2 separate regions of the Pan troglodytes genome follow, and region 1 is linked to region 2. A link is a contact called in public capture Hi-C data. All regions are on one chromosome and are shown on one strand. The core of a region is the stretch at or near the end of the contact, and the rest is flanking DNA. Distances in the headings are between cores, read along the strand shown. Region 1 overlaps ALPK2 (alpha kinase 2). Region 2 overlaps NEDD4L (NEDD4 like E3 ubiquitin protein ligase).

Region 1 (7,681 bases), core at 4,558-7,057, 160 kb after region 2:
TCACACTGAAACATCCCACCTGGGGAGGAGCTACGGAGGCTGTTTCCACAGTCCTGCCCTCACTCAACAAAGATTTATTCAAGATTTGCTATGTGTTAGAAACTGTGCCAGGCTGATGTCTTGCTTAAGAACAATTCCTCTCTCCTCTCATCCTAATAATGAATGGCATAGCCTTTCAGACTCACACAGAAATCACCAACTGATAGCAGCAGGGTGACTGCTTTCTCTCTGGGATCCGCTCACAACCGTGCTGGACAATGTATTGGCTCCAAACACACCTGGAGAGCGGGGGTGGAGGAAAGTCACAGAAATTTCCAGCCCTGGCTGAGTTACAGAAACCAAGGTTCTTGGCTGGCTTAATAAAGGAAATGGAGACAGGCAAGGCAAACCCACTGAAAAGTTTTCCTGCACTTTGGTAACCCATTAGATGCCAACCAGAAGCTACATTGAACAGCTTGAGTTTGAGATCCTTTCTGAAGAAGTTTTAACGCATAGGGAAAGGCTACAAGGACAAGGAATTCGAGGTCAGGATGGGGGTGAAGAATTGAAACAAAGCCGTGGTCTGGTGTGTGATGTGTGTGTGTAAAATAAAGCCAGGCTGGACTTAGGCTCCGGTAGAACGGATTGTCACCTGCATGGAAAGGGAGGGACATGGGGAGCCTTCCACCTGGAAACAGCAAGAGATTCCCGGAGTGCCACTCATACCCTTCATTTTTCATGTGTACTCATTGATTTCTTCATTGATCAGGTACCAGCTGTGTGCCAGACACTGTAGGGGAACTAAAAGGGATTAATTAATAAGCGGAGCGGCACTTTCCCAAAAGCGGCCATCTTGGAGCAAGCTGTCACATCTCAGCGGGAGGAAGTTCTGTGGAAACGCGGAGGGTGCCATTTTCACACTGCCGAGCAGATTCCTACAAGATTTCCTACAGGAAAGATGGTTTGGGGTTTATCTGGCAGAGGGAACAACATGGTAAGGTTCAGAGGCACGTTGTGAGCCAGAGCAGGTGTTCTGAGGGGAGATGCCGTCGGAGGATGTGTGAAAATGTTTCAAAGCCATGCTGTGCCATTTCTCCTGTGGCATGCTGGTTTCCAAAATACGTTCTCATGAGCAACAGTCCCACAAGAGTCTTTGAAATTCTGTGATGTAAATGCTGTGAGAAATGCTATCTGATATCTCTCCTAGGCTTGGTATGGTAGGTAGCTCACGCCTGTAATCCCAGCACTTTGAGAGTCCAGGGTGAGAGGACTGCTTGAACCCAGCAGTTTGAGACTAGCCTGGGCAACATAGTGAGACCCCACCCCTACAAAAAAAAATTAAAAATAGCTGGGTGTGGTGGTGCATGCCTGTAGTTCCAGTTTCTTGGGAGGCTGAGGCAGGAGGATTACATGAGCCCAGGAGTTCGAGGCAGCAGTGAGCCGTGATCAGGACTCTACATTCCAGCCTGGACAACAGAGAAAGACCCTATCTCAAAACAATCATCATAATAATAATATCTTTCCTTGTCCCTAGGACATTCAAAATACACATCAGCTCTTTAAAGACCCTATGAAGTCTCACACTAAAGAAGTCTCCTGGCCGGGCATGGTGGCTTATGTCTGTAATCCCAGCACTTTGGAAGCTGTAATCCCAGCACTTTGGGAGGCCAAGGCTGGTGGATCATGAGGTCAGGATATTGAGACCATCCTGGCCCCGTCTCTACTAAAAATACAAAAATTAGCTGGGCGTGGTACCGTGTGCCTGTAGTCTTAGCTACTCAGGAGACTGAGGCAGGAGAATCGCTTGAACGAGGTTGCAGTGAGCCAGGATTGTGCCACTGCACTCCACCCTTGGTGCCAGAGTGAGAGTCCGTCTCAAAAAAAAAAAGAAAGAAAAAAAGAAACTTCCTAAACTTATTCAACCTAGGGTTTCCCAAAATTACTTGACAACAGAAATCTTGTTTCACATAATTACTTTGAAAAGCACTTTTAAAAATTCATGGAGCTTTTGAGGGCGGGGACGTGGTAGTGTAACCAGATCTGTGTTTTCTAGAGAAGTTGTCCCCCTTGAGGATGTCTACAAGGTGACCTTCTCTTGGGGCAGGTAACCTTCAGCAACTTATCTGAACAAATGCCATCTGAGCCACAACTGCCCCTCCTTGGGCCAGTCAGGGGAGCCTCCAGGCAATTCGCCCCTGCTTTCCGCCTGGTCCAGGTGGTGCAGGTCAGATCTTGTCATGGCCAAGCAACTGCTTGGATGGCCCCATCTCCCTCTGAACAAAGTCCAGCCCCTCCCCTTGCTTCCTGGCACTTTCTGCCCTTCTTGCCCAGTGCTATGGCCCCTCCCTCAGGCCTCAGTTGAAGCCACAGTCCCAGCTACCCCAACAGAAACCAAGCCCTGGCTCTCTCTTCCCTCATAGCCTCCCTGGCTGGAGAAAAAAAAAAGAATACAAAAAGTTCCCTCTTTCTGCAGAAAAATGTGAGAGGAGGGCAGAGGTGCCCCACCTTCAATGAGTCTGGTCTCTGCGTCTGCTGGCAACACATTCTAGAATCCCTGTACATTTGCACAGTTTCTACTCTCATTGCTTTTGATGGCACGCTCAACCAGGAGGTTCTGTGAGACAGGAGTCCCGAAGAAGAGAGCTCAGAGAGGAGCCCAGGGGAGGGGGAGAAGCACTCATCTACTATGGGTCTGTTTTTGAGGTCGCATGAGTCCCATCCCCATGAATATGCAGGAAGCACACAGTCCATTCGTTAGTATCTGAAATGGAAACGAATTGAAGACAAAAAACCGAGGAGGGGGCGTTGTAGGTAGACACCCACCAGATAAGCAGCCTGAGATTCGCCCACTGTCCTAAGCCCCAGAGCTCTGATCCCCAAAGGCCTGTGCTGGTTTTATCTGCAAATGGGAGTGAAACCACCTTTGCAGAAATTATAACTGAGAAAATTGTGACAGTGAAAGAGATCTGACTGAACCGACTCCGTCTTGCTTCTCACCTCCAAGCTCTCCTTGTTCTTTCCTGGGCAGAGGCCAAACTAACTTGGGGAGGAACTTAGTTTATAGTTTGACTTTGAAACAAAGACGGTAACAGCCCTTTCCCAAAACAAACTCCCTTCTTGCCTGGGAACTAGACCGCCTTTGCAGGACTAACAAATTAGCCAAAAGATTAGAAATTATGGTTTAGGAGTCATGCAGCTGGAGGCTACAAGGTTCCAAACCTCCCCAGTTTCTCCTAGGGATGACATCACAATTGTAAAACCTAAGCCTGGTGCTTGAGATGTTTTTCAGACCCTGCCCTCGATGGATCAACTGGCGCCTCCCAGATCAATAAACTGGCTCATTTAGTCTTGTGGCCCCCACCCAGGAACTGACTCAGCACAAGAGGACAGCTTTGACTCCCTATGATTTCGTCTCCGACCTGACCAATCAGCACTACCCCCACTTCCCGACCCCCAATCCCCAAATTTTCAGGGAGACTGATTTGAGTAGTAATAAAACTTCAGTCTTCCATACAGCTGGCTCTATGTGAATTAAACTCTTTCTCTGTTGCAATTCCTATCTTGATAAATTGGCCATGTCCTGTCTAGGCATACAGGCAAGGAGAACTTGTGGGGCGGTTACAGGAGCCTCTGCAGGGCCACAGGGCAGGTAATTGAGGTGAGGGAGAAGCGCGTCAGCATTCCCACTAGGTACAGGCTTTTTGAGAATTCACCATTCAGAGGAGCAGCTGGGCTGACGCCGTGGGTGGCGGTGAGGGTGGATAGAGGCAAAGCCACATTTCCAGTGTGCTCCAAGTTGCACAGCGAGGGCTGCAGGGCCTTCCGTATTGACAAACTCTGAATCCTCAGAGGGGTGCTCACCACTCTGGAACATCACTCCGCCGTTAGTCCCTCATTGTTTTCCCATAGGCTCCTTCCCCTCTGTCTTCAAACAGGCAAGGTCTCTTTAGACACACACACACACACACACACACAACACACAGAGGCAGACACACAAAGACACAGACACAGATATACACACAGACACATGCACACACATACACAGGGACACAGACACAGACACACACAAAGACAAAGACGCACACAGACACATATACGTGCGCACACACACACACACATTCCCCACACCTCCTTTTCTGGCTACCTTCTAGACTTTTCCTTGTCTTTAGTCGACAAACTTGTTTAGTTGCTGGCATCTTGGCAGCACATTCCCTCTCTGATCTGTCATGAGGCTCCCACCTGGTGACACTACATTGGCTTAGACCTTCCTGAAGGCAGTGATAACCTTTTTCTTGTCTACTCTGGTCTTCACCCCATCCTGTCCGCTCAGGCTCTGTCACCCCAACCCTCTTGGCCATCCCTGTACCTGCCTCGTGCCTCTGTCTCCTATTGGCCACCAGTCTGTCCTGCAGGGGTGATCTCAAATCTACCAGACTTCTCTAGACGTTCTCTCTGTTCAGACTCATCTCTGAAGCTGGATGACAAGCGATGCAGCACCTGTCCCTGAGTCCTCAGGTCCTGGGGAATGGACTGGGCAGGGGGACAACTAGGGAATAGGGTCAGGAGTGGGAGGAACCCATGGATCCCAATTCCAGACACTTTAACAGAACTGTCCTTTGTAAGACTTCTGGGTAGAGGCCAGGAGACTGCTGTGCTAGTCCCTCCATGGAGGGGGCATGTCCCGGCTGGCTCTGTTGGGCCTGGGAGACTCCCCCATACACTGAGAGCACTGCTATAGTAGGGTCTGCCTTGCCAAAAACTGCGAAAATCACCACTGTTCCCTTCAGACTTCCCTTCAGCCTCCAAAATTCCTTAATGGCAAAGACTAGCCACATAAATCAGCCAGCGGGCCAGCCAGCCCTACTACAGAATGGCCTGACCGGATGAAGATGGGATGCAGGTGGCCTTCCGGGACAGGTGACCATGTGGCAGGCGGGGACAGGAGCTATCTGGGGCATAAAATTGCCTTTCTCAAGCTGACAGGCCTGTGAGATTGGTCCGCTGATGCCTGGCATTGGGGACTCAGCTGAAATGTTTGGTGTTCTATAGTGACATGGCCCTGCTATGAGACACTTTAAAGGCATCAGGAATTCTGTTCCAATGTCCCTTTGTTTCCTCTCCTGGCAGACTCATGCATTGCTTTAAATAGTCTGCCTGGAGTCACCACTCATGCACATAAGCCTATTCTCGGGGCGTGTTTCTTCGGATTAGATTGTTTCTTCCCACCTCCAAGTTTGTTTTGGCCCTTCCTCTCCAGGTACGGTGGTGGCTCGGCCTTGTGACTGGGCAAAGCATCCCAGGTGGCTGCCGTCCCCTCCATCTGCTTGTGGGCATTGAGGGCAGAGCCTTTCTTTTGGAACTCAGCTTGGCCGAGTGTGGGAGTCTATTTTGATCTTTTCTCCTGTTCATGGCCAGGACCAGAGCTAGGCACACAGACCCCAATGGAGCCTGCTTTCTCAAGGCAGCTCTCCTCCTGCTACATGAATGAATCATCCAGGCTTCTGTCCAGGGTCTCGGGAATTTGGCTTCCATGTCAGGGACGCTTGACACAAGCCACACATCCTTAAGCCTCGTCGTTCCTTCCTCCGAGGGTAGAAAGATGCAAGGCTGGCTGGCAGCCACTGCGAGGGGTGTCCTTTATGGCTGTCCATATTAATCTTATTTTGGTCTAATGCTTACTGCCAGGGAAGAAATCTGCTAATGGTACTTTTCTTTGTTTTATTTCAATCTGGCAACAGGAAATTGGCTTTTTAGGGGAGACTACAAAGGGCAAAGTATTGGTTCTGGAGCCCTCTGGTGGTTGAATTGCAATCTGGTCGCCTCCCCCGGGAACTCCCCGACTGGCTGGAGAGAAGCATGAGTTTGCAGTTCGGCTCCACTGCACGCATGGCTTTAGATCGGTCTGGAGTTGGTTAGGTTACATTTCCAAATCTCCAGTTATAAAATTAGGCCTTTTTTCCTTGTGTAATTTCCAATCAGAAATTTGTTCAACGGGTTAGTATCTTGGGTCTATCTAGAAAGTGGATTACTGGATGTCAAAACAATCTTACTTGCCATACTTTGTAACTTGAAATTTTTGTACTCAACATTTGCCAAAAGATTGAGGTGGCTGAGGTACAGGGGATGTGTTTCCAGACATATTTATATCTCTGGCTCCCAAGAGAAATATGACATACTCCTGTTATAAGGAACATACAATGAAGTAAAGTTGAATTAAAATGAGTAAGTCATGACAATTCTCTATTTTATTTTATGAGATTAGAGTAATTACTCCTGAAATAGGATCATAGCCTTTGACTTCATTGAACAAGACAGCAAAACAGGTTGCATGACTGGGGTGTCAGCAGCCAAATATATGGTCCTGATTGAGACATATGGGAATTTTTTTTTTTTAATGACACACGGAGCACTGCTTCTTATGATGGTGCTGTTCCCCCAGCTGAACCCTGCCAGGTACCAGCCCCCCCATAGAACTTGCGACTCTCCCTTTGCATCATGAATGAACTAAGCTCACTCACAGTTGCTTGCTAAGAATCAAGAGAACTTGCTCGATCAACCCTTATTCCTCCATCTTCTCTCCTGCTGTCTGCAGTCTGCAATGCTCGCCTTCCTTTCTTCCCCAGCTCATTTGCCTCCCACCTGGACTTTCCTGTCTGCAGAGTGCCCTTGAACTTGAGCCCTTTCCAAGTCTGTTCTCATGAGTTAGCTCCCTTTTGCGGCTTTGACATTCACTGGAGAACTTTTTCAATTGTGCCTCGCCTCCCAGCATTGAGGATCTGCCGTTCACTTTGGGGTGCTGACTTCAAGCAGGAAAGACTTCTTGACTCCTGCCAGCAAGCAGGCTGCCCCATGCCCCATGCCCCATGCCCCATGCCTCCTCACCTGTGAAGTGAGGAGGTCGGGCTTGATCACTGGTTTCCACTCCAGAGGGGTTCCCAGGAGCCTCTAAAGAGGTCTCTCAACCACCTCTTATGCTCTGTTTGGAGAAGTTTTCCCTTTTCATCAGTTTTTCAAACTGTGATTGTAAGATATATTTCTTTTGGGAAAAAAACTGTGGCTTAAAAAGGTAAAGTTTAAAGAAAAGTTTTTAAAAAACAAAAGACAAGAAGATCTAATATCCCTGCCAAAGCTCTCAAACACTTCAGAATCTCCTCCTCTCCCAGCTCCTGCTCCTTGGCCTCTCCTTGGGTGGGAAGGCAATGAGTAAGTAATACTTTATAGACAGCATTCTGCACTGGGCTCCAGCCGTCAGTGCTTCTAATGGGTCTTGGGCAGCTGTCCCGGGCCAGATAAGTCACATTAAAGCTGAGAACAAAACCAAAGGATTGGATTTCTTTTTAAATCAGGAGGAAAAAAAATGTACCATTCGAAGCTCCCAGTGGGTCTGGGTTCCTGGAAGCTATTGACTTGAATTTAAAAGATGTCTTAAATAATCACGACCATCTTCATTTTTGAAACTTCTTGGGCAGGTTTCTTCTTTGTTTTGGTAGAGAGTTGTTCTAAATAACAGCACGAAATTTGCCTACTCTGGTGTCAGGCTAAGACATGAGGAGCGAAGGGAAACTAATATTTATCTAGCTCACTTCCAGTTTCAGGGGCTAGGTGTAGATTAACTGGGGGAATACTCAGGGCAAGCTGGAGCGTCCCCATGCTGTACATCACTGACTTTAAGAACTTAGTCACATGCCCACAGTCACACAGC
Region 2 (7,503 bases), core at 2,463-4,962:
GAAGTCTCAGTGTTTCTCAAGAAACTGAACTTAAAAATGTACAATAGTAAATGATGGTAATCACTCCACTGAAAATGGCATCCTAAAAAAAAATAGTCATTACTATGACCATAACAAACATAAATGATAGCACTGCATACAATGTAAAAGCAAGTAAGTACTCACAAAATTGTTACTTTTTGGTTATGGTGTTTTTATTTTAAAAGACAGTATACGCCTCTATTACATGAGTTGCATTTATCATTCAGTTAATGTGATTTCACATTAAAATTCTGTGACTTTTTCAAAAAGAGATGTGTCGCCAAGATGAAAATGTAGTACTAAATGGACAGGATAAAAGAAATTGCATATATATGGGATATTTGAACTGATAAAACTGTTGTTATAGAAACAACATAAACAATGAAGCCTTGTATTTAAAACCTATGAAAGCAAGGAGGTACCACAGAATCCATGGCAGTAACACACCTTTAGTAAACCAAGTAAACACCGTAATTTTTTTCAGCAATAATCATAAGTTAGCAATTCTAGTTCTTTAAATGAGGAGCTCCTGAATTTAATTATTCTAGATCTGTGAAATATCATTAAGACCCAAATACAATATTGTATTATTTCACATCATGTTCACTGTTAAATGAGAGTCAAATCGGATATTTGCTTATTGGGATTACCCTGTATTCAAGGGCAAGAACATGAGCTTTGGCTGGGCGCAGTGGCTAATGCTTATAATCCCAGCACTTTGAGAGGCTGAAGCAGGCGGATCACCTGAGGTCAGGAGTTCAAGACCAGCCTGGCCAACATGGTGAAACCCCGTCTCTACTAAAAATGCAAAACTTAGCCGGGTGTGGTGGGGTGCACCTGTAGTTCCAGCTACTCAGGAAGCCAAGGTGCAAAAATTTCTTGAACCCAGGAGGCAGAGGTTGTAGTGAGCCAAGATCGCGCCACTGCACTCCAGCCTGAGCAACAGAGTGACACTTTTATTAAAGACTGATTCTTTCACAGTAACCAATGTGGGAAGATGTGAATTGTCCCCCATCCCTACCACAGAGTCTTCTTGTACCATTTACTTATCACAAAATATTAAAAATGAGTAAATACTAGAAACCGATACCATGGATGAACTTGCCGATAAGGAGACTCTGGCTTCTGTGTGTGACCTGCTGCTAATCTTCATTCATATCAATTAGGCTTCATTTAACCACATAGACTAATACAAACAAGTTAGAGGAATATTAAGACACTACACAGTAGATCTTTTTTTTTAAGCTTGATCTCACTATTTTTAATCATTCCTGTCTTTACTACTTGAAGTCCACTTAGAAGCTAAAATTGGCTGAGCATGGAGGCTCACACCTGTAATCCCAGTACTTTGGGAGGCCGAGGTGGGTGAATCATCTGAGGTCAGGAGGTCGAGACAGCCTGACCAATATGGTGAAACCCCATCTCTACTAAAAATACAAAAAATTAGCCAAGTGTGGTGGTGGGGGCTTTTAGTCCCAGCTACTCAGGAGGCTGAGACAAGAGAATCACTGGAACCTGGGAGGCAGAGGTTGCAGTGAGCTGAGATCACGCCACTGCACTCCAGCCTGAGCAATAGAACAAGACTCTATATTTAAAAAAAAAAAAGAGCAGCTAAAATTATAAATACCAGATCTTTCAGAAGTAGGCCAAGATGATGTCTGAGCTCCTCTGAATATAGGATGCAACTGACTCTTTCTCAATTGTAATAATCAATAAATGTTGGGTAGCCACATATCACTATTTCTTCCTCTTTTTCCGTCTATTCACATCACATTAAAATTTACCCTGAGGGTGCATCTTAAAGCAAACTACAAGACTGCTAGCTTCTTTCTGTTTGTAAAGCAGCATTAGAGGGTTGCAAAGTCCTGTTGAGTCTCCTTTCTGAAAGTTTTGGTCTCCTCTTATTTTTGCCACTAATTCTAAGGACCAATCAAAATTCCAGTCTGCTTAACTGAAAATTAAAGTGAAAGATAACTTTTTCAAGGATGACTGTCCTTGTTCTGAAAAGATGTTTCATTTAATTACCTTCTAATATCGAAGAGCGGTGAATATGGTTGAGTGATATATTTGTTAAACCAATGAAAGTTGCTTTTAAGAATATATTTCTTGATGCTTCCTGTCTTTTCCTCTCCTTCCAGCAAAGAGAACCCTCCTCAAGGTTGAGGTCATGCAGTGTCACCGACGCAGTTGCAGAACAGGGCCATCTACCACCGGTAACCCATGCTAATTTCCAGTCATCAATTGACTTTTTGGGCTTTCATTTACAATCATCTGGGCTGCTGCACAAAGAGTTTTTCCTGTGTAAATTTATTTACCATATAAATGAGATGTTTTTAAATTTCCTGGCCAATTGCCCTAGGAAAGTGGATTTCCAATACAGAGAATTGTTACTGCCACCCATCTCTAAAATGCTGGAACCTCCATTGCTTTAGTTTTTCACCCAAATTTATACCAATTTTGATTTGCTCACTTAAACTTCTTGGTACTTTAGTTAGTAATTCCTTTTACCTTATTGAGTTACTATAGTTATGCTCCAGTGATCTGTACTTTGAAAACACATTGAGTCCCTTTAACCAGGAAGAACTCTTCTGGGCGACCGACCGTCCACATGTTCCTTTCCCTTCCTAATGACCTGAAGTCTGAACTCTACAGAGTCTCTGTACCTTCTCTTTAAAGGCAGCTCTGCTCACCAGGAATTGGCTATAATTCTTTCCAACTCTCTCATCATTTTAATAGCTATCAGCAAATGTAGAAGTGTAGGGGATTTTGTAACATCTGATGTATGTAAAAAGAAATATTCAAGTTGGAAGGCAGACTAGAACTGCCTTGAGAGATGTTTGATGTACACATTAAAAATAAGAAATTTTACATAAATTTGTTTCTTCTTTTGGAGGTGAAAATATGTGGTTTTAATGTGTTCAATTTGATATTTTACCTTGACAGTTTTTGTCTGTTGCTACAAAACCTTGATCATTTTTAAGACTAATAATGTATTATGTATGAATTTGAAGGGGGAAAAGTGCATTTAAGGTTTTTGAAATCACAGTGTCTTCCCTCTCATGTATGTTTTTTCTTGACTTCAAAGGATATTTTGGCCTAGGTTTTAATTTTTTATGTTTGAGAAAAAATTAATGAGTATACTAGTCAAGGAAGCAGTCAAAATAATAGAGTCATTTGTGACTTACACTGGAGAGACTTAATAATAAGCTTGATAAGAGCGTCTTTTCTGGGATGGTTTCAGTACAGGGCCCCCAAAAACAAAACAATCAACTGAGATGGACTGGTAGGATCCTTCTCAACCTCATGATCTGTGATTTTCCTTGAACGAATGGCACTTTCTCTCCTTTTCAAAATCAATGTCAATTTTATTTCCCAAAGAACTCACTTTCCTGGAAACTGGTGATTCCTCCCTCTTTCTTTGTACTTTCTGATGCTGTAAACTCACTGATCACCAGTGGCCTCTTGAGTTTTGAGGTTGGGGAGATTTCAGAATCTGCTAATTATTTGACAATGGCAGGCAAAACCAGACCAGCTTTCCATTTTTCTCTAAGGCAGCTCACTCTTTTGAGGTTGTCATTGTTTACCCAGGTCAAGGATGAGCCACCTTGGGTGGCATAGGGGTCACGCTTCCTTTGTGCTACTGGTCATCAGCGACTGCTGGCTTTGTCTGGACAGGGTGGGTTTCAGGGATTCTGATCTCATGTCACCTGCCTTACAGCGCTGCCACAGCAGTGGGCCCTGATTCAGACAGCAGGGGCTCATCCCCTAAGTGCGTTTCACTGATGTAAATTATCATTCACAGCCCAGTGCCCCAGCTGGGAGAGCGCGTTCATCAACTGTCACGGGTGGTGAGGAACCAACGGTAATGATCCACTTTATCAGACATCAATAGCAAGAGGCCGTGAGGCAGTTTTAATATTTCGTGTAGTGGTGAATATACGCTCTTTTTAAAAATAAGATTAGCTCCTTTGTGCTACAGAGCTGCACACGTTTCTTATTTTAAGCTTCTCATTTGGGGATTGTTTAAAGGTACTGGGTAAAATAGAATGATTTTTTTAGTCCCACATAATTTTATTAGGAATACTATCAGGCTTTGGTTAAGTGCATTTAACTTGACCGTTTAGAAGATATTTTTGACTTTTAGTGTTTGTACTCCTGATAAGTTTTTCCATTTCATTAGAATGCTTGGTTAAAATAATTTGGTTGGAAGATCATCAAAGAAGCCACAGGAATTGCATGAGACTGTGTGTGTGATTCCTGGGTGTGCCCAGGGCCCTTCTCTTTTCTGTATCTCCCCTACCACATTTTTCACAGGGGGTTAGACTTTTCTTGTCCCCAGAATGCACCAGTGACCCTTTCTCTGCCACCAGGGGCTCTCCTCACACAATGAACAAGTTTCCGTAATTCCAAGGGAGCATAATTAGGATATGTAAGTGATCTAGAAAAATTTATGTTTCTCTAAGCCAACCATTCTTATTCATTATTTTAAAGAATGTATGGTATTCCTGTTTGTGGGTGACTTAGATTTGTATTTTAATTGCCTGTTTTCTACTTGATCCCTAAAGTTAGGCTAGCTTATAGTTTATGCTTCGCACTGCAATAGCTGTTTAAAGAATTTCCTGGCCGGGCACGGTGGCTCATGCCTGTAATCCCAGCACCTTGGGAGGCCGAGGCAGGTGGATCATGAGGTCAGGAGATCGAGACCATCGTGGCTAACACAGTGAAACCCCGTCTCTACTAAAAGTACAGAAAATTAGCCGGGCGTGGTGGTGAGCGCCTGTAGTCCCAGCTACTCGGGAGGCTGAGGCAGGAGAATGGCGTGAACCTGGGAGGTTGCGGTGAGCTGAGATCGCACCACTGCACTCCAGCCTGGGCGACAGAGCGAGACTCCATCTCAAAAAAAAAAAAAAAGAATTTCCTTATTGTTTCACCTGTGTTGTATTTTGCTGTAACTGCTCATTACTTGTGGATAACTTTACGTATACAATTGCTGATTTTCTAAAGATGTTGATGACTTCAATTTAATGCTCAGCATTGTACAGAGGAAAATCAAACTGGCAACAGTCAGCCCCAGAACACTCAGCTCAGGTTAAGATATTGAGCTACAGTGGTTTACGTGAGTCATGTGTTGAGTGAGGCAGCCTCCAGTAGAATTCAAGAAATTCTACATGAACTATTTCCCACTGTGCACTTGTAATTTCTGTGGGAGTAGTGGAGCTTTGAGGGGGACAAGATCATTTTGTGAGATAATTTTAGTTGAATTCAGTGCTGATGAACATCATCTGTATATCACCTATTTTTGTATTTTGTTGGCCTTGCAACCTGCGTGTAGCTTTGGAGTGTTGTGGTAGCTGATGTAGTAAATGAAGTAGGAATGGAATCATTGCAGTACCAGGCTCCATGGCAAGGGTCACCTGGCGGGACAAGGTGACCCCTCTGAATGAGATCCCGGGTGGCACGTTAGACTGCCATTTTCTTGCCTTCTTGCCTGCACTCTCCCCTCCCCATCACTGAGTTTCAGCATGGGTTGGGTTTTTTCTTTCCACAGGCTTGGCAATATTCATTCCTAAGTGTTTCATCTACTTTGGTAGATGTAGATAGATCTCCCTACCTAGTTAGGTTTGAAAGGATCACATCCGTTTCTCTTCTGCTGTATCCTGCATGTTTCTCTTCCACACCCTTTGTCGTGAATGCCCTTGACTTCCTGTCTTGCAATTATGTCTCTTCACCCCGTGTTTCCCTCTTTGGCATCCCCTCTGTTCCTCTGCACATCACTCACACTGAAGTGTATTGTCCTGGGCTGGAGCCATCATGGTATTATATCATCTCACTGCCCCTGTGCTCTCACAGACATACGGCTGTGTACACATAGGTACACATTGTGCCACTTTATGTTATTTTTTTTAAATGGGATGTCATGTATACATTACTTAGCAACTTGGTTTTTTTTTGAACTTATGTTCATTCTTCTGGGACATGTTAATAATTACATAATATTCACTGATGTAAAGGCACTACAGTGTTAATTTCCTGACATTCAAGGACTTTCTGCTCCCCCTATCCTGCCCTTTCAACTCCATACGCTGTGCTGAAGTAACCGTCCTGATATAGCTTTCTTTCTATGATAGTGCTTTCATTCCTGTAGTCTAATAAACAGGCCCTGATTCTCAGCCAAGAAACCACAGCCCTTTGATTTATGGCAAATAAACGCACAGTGGTGTCACTTTCTGGCAGACTAAGCCAGGGCCCTCCCCATGAGATAAAAGGAGAGGGATAGCACAGTCCTTTCAGTCTTTGTTGTATATATTCTAAAAATACACGAGCCACCATTACTGGGTTGGTGCAAGTCTTGGCAAATCTGTGATGGTCAGTGTCAAAGTGGTTATTTTTAAAAGCATATTGAAACTTCTGCAGTTTACAATCATGTTCTTTATTTTAATGAAAGAAACAGAGCCACTAGGAAGTTCTAGCTAATGGCTTTTGGGCATCACAAAGCAGTAGTGTATTCAGTCTATGATGAAAAGCTGTGAAATGTTAAACTAAGTCGCAGTTTCTAACTGGTTTGATTACTTTTTTGTTAAGCTAGCGTGGAACATGCTCACAAGCACAGAACAGCAGAAGGCTGGTTTTGGCTTCCTGGCGGGCCCTTCCATGGCCTGTCTGTAGAAGCTGAGTCCTGCCCCCTCAACTAGCCGTGCAGGGTGGGAGGCAGTGTGAGTTACAAATGGAATCATCAGCACAGGTTGTTCTATGTGGTCATTTGGAGAGAACACTGTAAAGAAACATTTCCAAATTGCCCTCTCACATAAATGTAACTAAATTACAGGTTGCCAGTTCAGTTCTCAATAGAAGAGAGAATGAGCATTTTAATCAAATTCAGTGTTCTGTACTACACTCCTAATTTTCCACAAACTGATTCGTGCTGTTCACTGTGGCTGTATGAAAGTAACCTGTATGGCCGGGTGCAGTGGCTCACACTGGTAATCCCAGCACTTTGGGATGCTGAAGCGGGTGGATCAATTGAAGTCAGCAGTTCGAGACCAGCCTGACCAACATGGTGAAACCCTGCCTCTACTAAAAATACAAAAATTAGCTGGGCATGGTGGCGCTTGCCTATAATCCCAGCTACTCAGGAGGCTGAGGCAGGAGAATCACTTGAACATGGGAGGCGGAGGTTGCAGGGAGCCAAGATTGTGCCACTGTACTCCAGCCTGGGCGACAGAGCAATACTCTGTCTCAAAAAGGAAAAAACAAAGTAACCTGGTTGCTAGAATTCATACAGCTTTAGGATTCAGTTCTGACATGATCTATGACACATCCATGTGCTTTCAGTTGATCAGTTGCCTCCCAAGTGTCGTTTCCAGAGATTCAGTAACTGCAAAAATATCCTTAAGGTTTCCAGAGCTAAGGTTTCCGGAGCTGAGTTTTCCAGGGGCGGGGCCAGGGGGAGTGGGGAATTATGGGAGGGAAGGGGCCTGGGAG

Evidence for each region. Capture Hi-C pulls out chosen DNA fragments and counts their contacts.
Region 1: a contact with region 2 is called in a capture Hi-C map of stem cell-derived neural stem cells, with 4 times the contacts expected there. The contact joins two enhancer-like sites. A contact is called at or near these places in 1 of 7 Hi-C or Micro-C datasets (stem cell-derived neural progenitor cells) and 1 of 1 other capture datasets (stem cell-derived neural stem cells).

The regions. Positions count from the first base shown.
Region 1 is chr17:68,553,879-68,561,559 of NHGRI_mPanTro3-v2.0_pri, forward strand. All of the region lies in intron 12 of ALPK2 (alpha kinase 2), which reads right to left. Among named protein-coding and RNA genes, the nearest start is that of MIR122, 41 kb to the left of the region's middle. Within about 2 kb of position 5,808, at least 5 of the 24 cell types and tissues checked have an H3K27ac peak or open chromatin away from gene starts, as enhancers often do. A contact at or near this core is called in stem cell-derived neural stem cells, where this site is marked.
Region 2 is chr17:68,397,654-68,405,156 of NHGRI_mPanTro3-v2.0_pri, forward strand. NEDD4L (NEDD4 like E3 ubiquitin protein ligase) reads left to right here. Exons shown (of 31, transcript XM_001140979.7): 12 at 2,160-2,234; 13 at 3,824-3,883. Among named protein-coding and RNA genes, the nearest start is that of MIR122, 120 kb to the right of the region's middle. Within about 2 kb of position 3,713, at least 1 of the 24 cell types and tissues checked has an H3K27ac peak or open chromatin away from gene starts, as enhancers often do. A contact at or near this core is called in stem cell-derived neural stem cells, where this site is marked.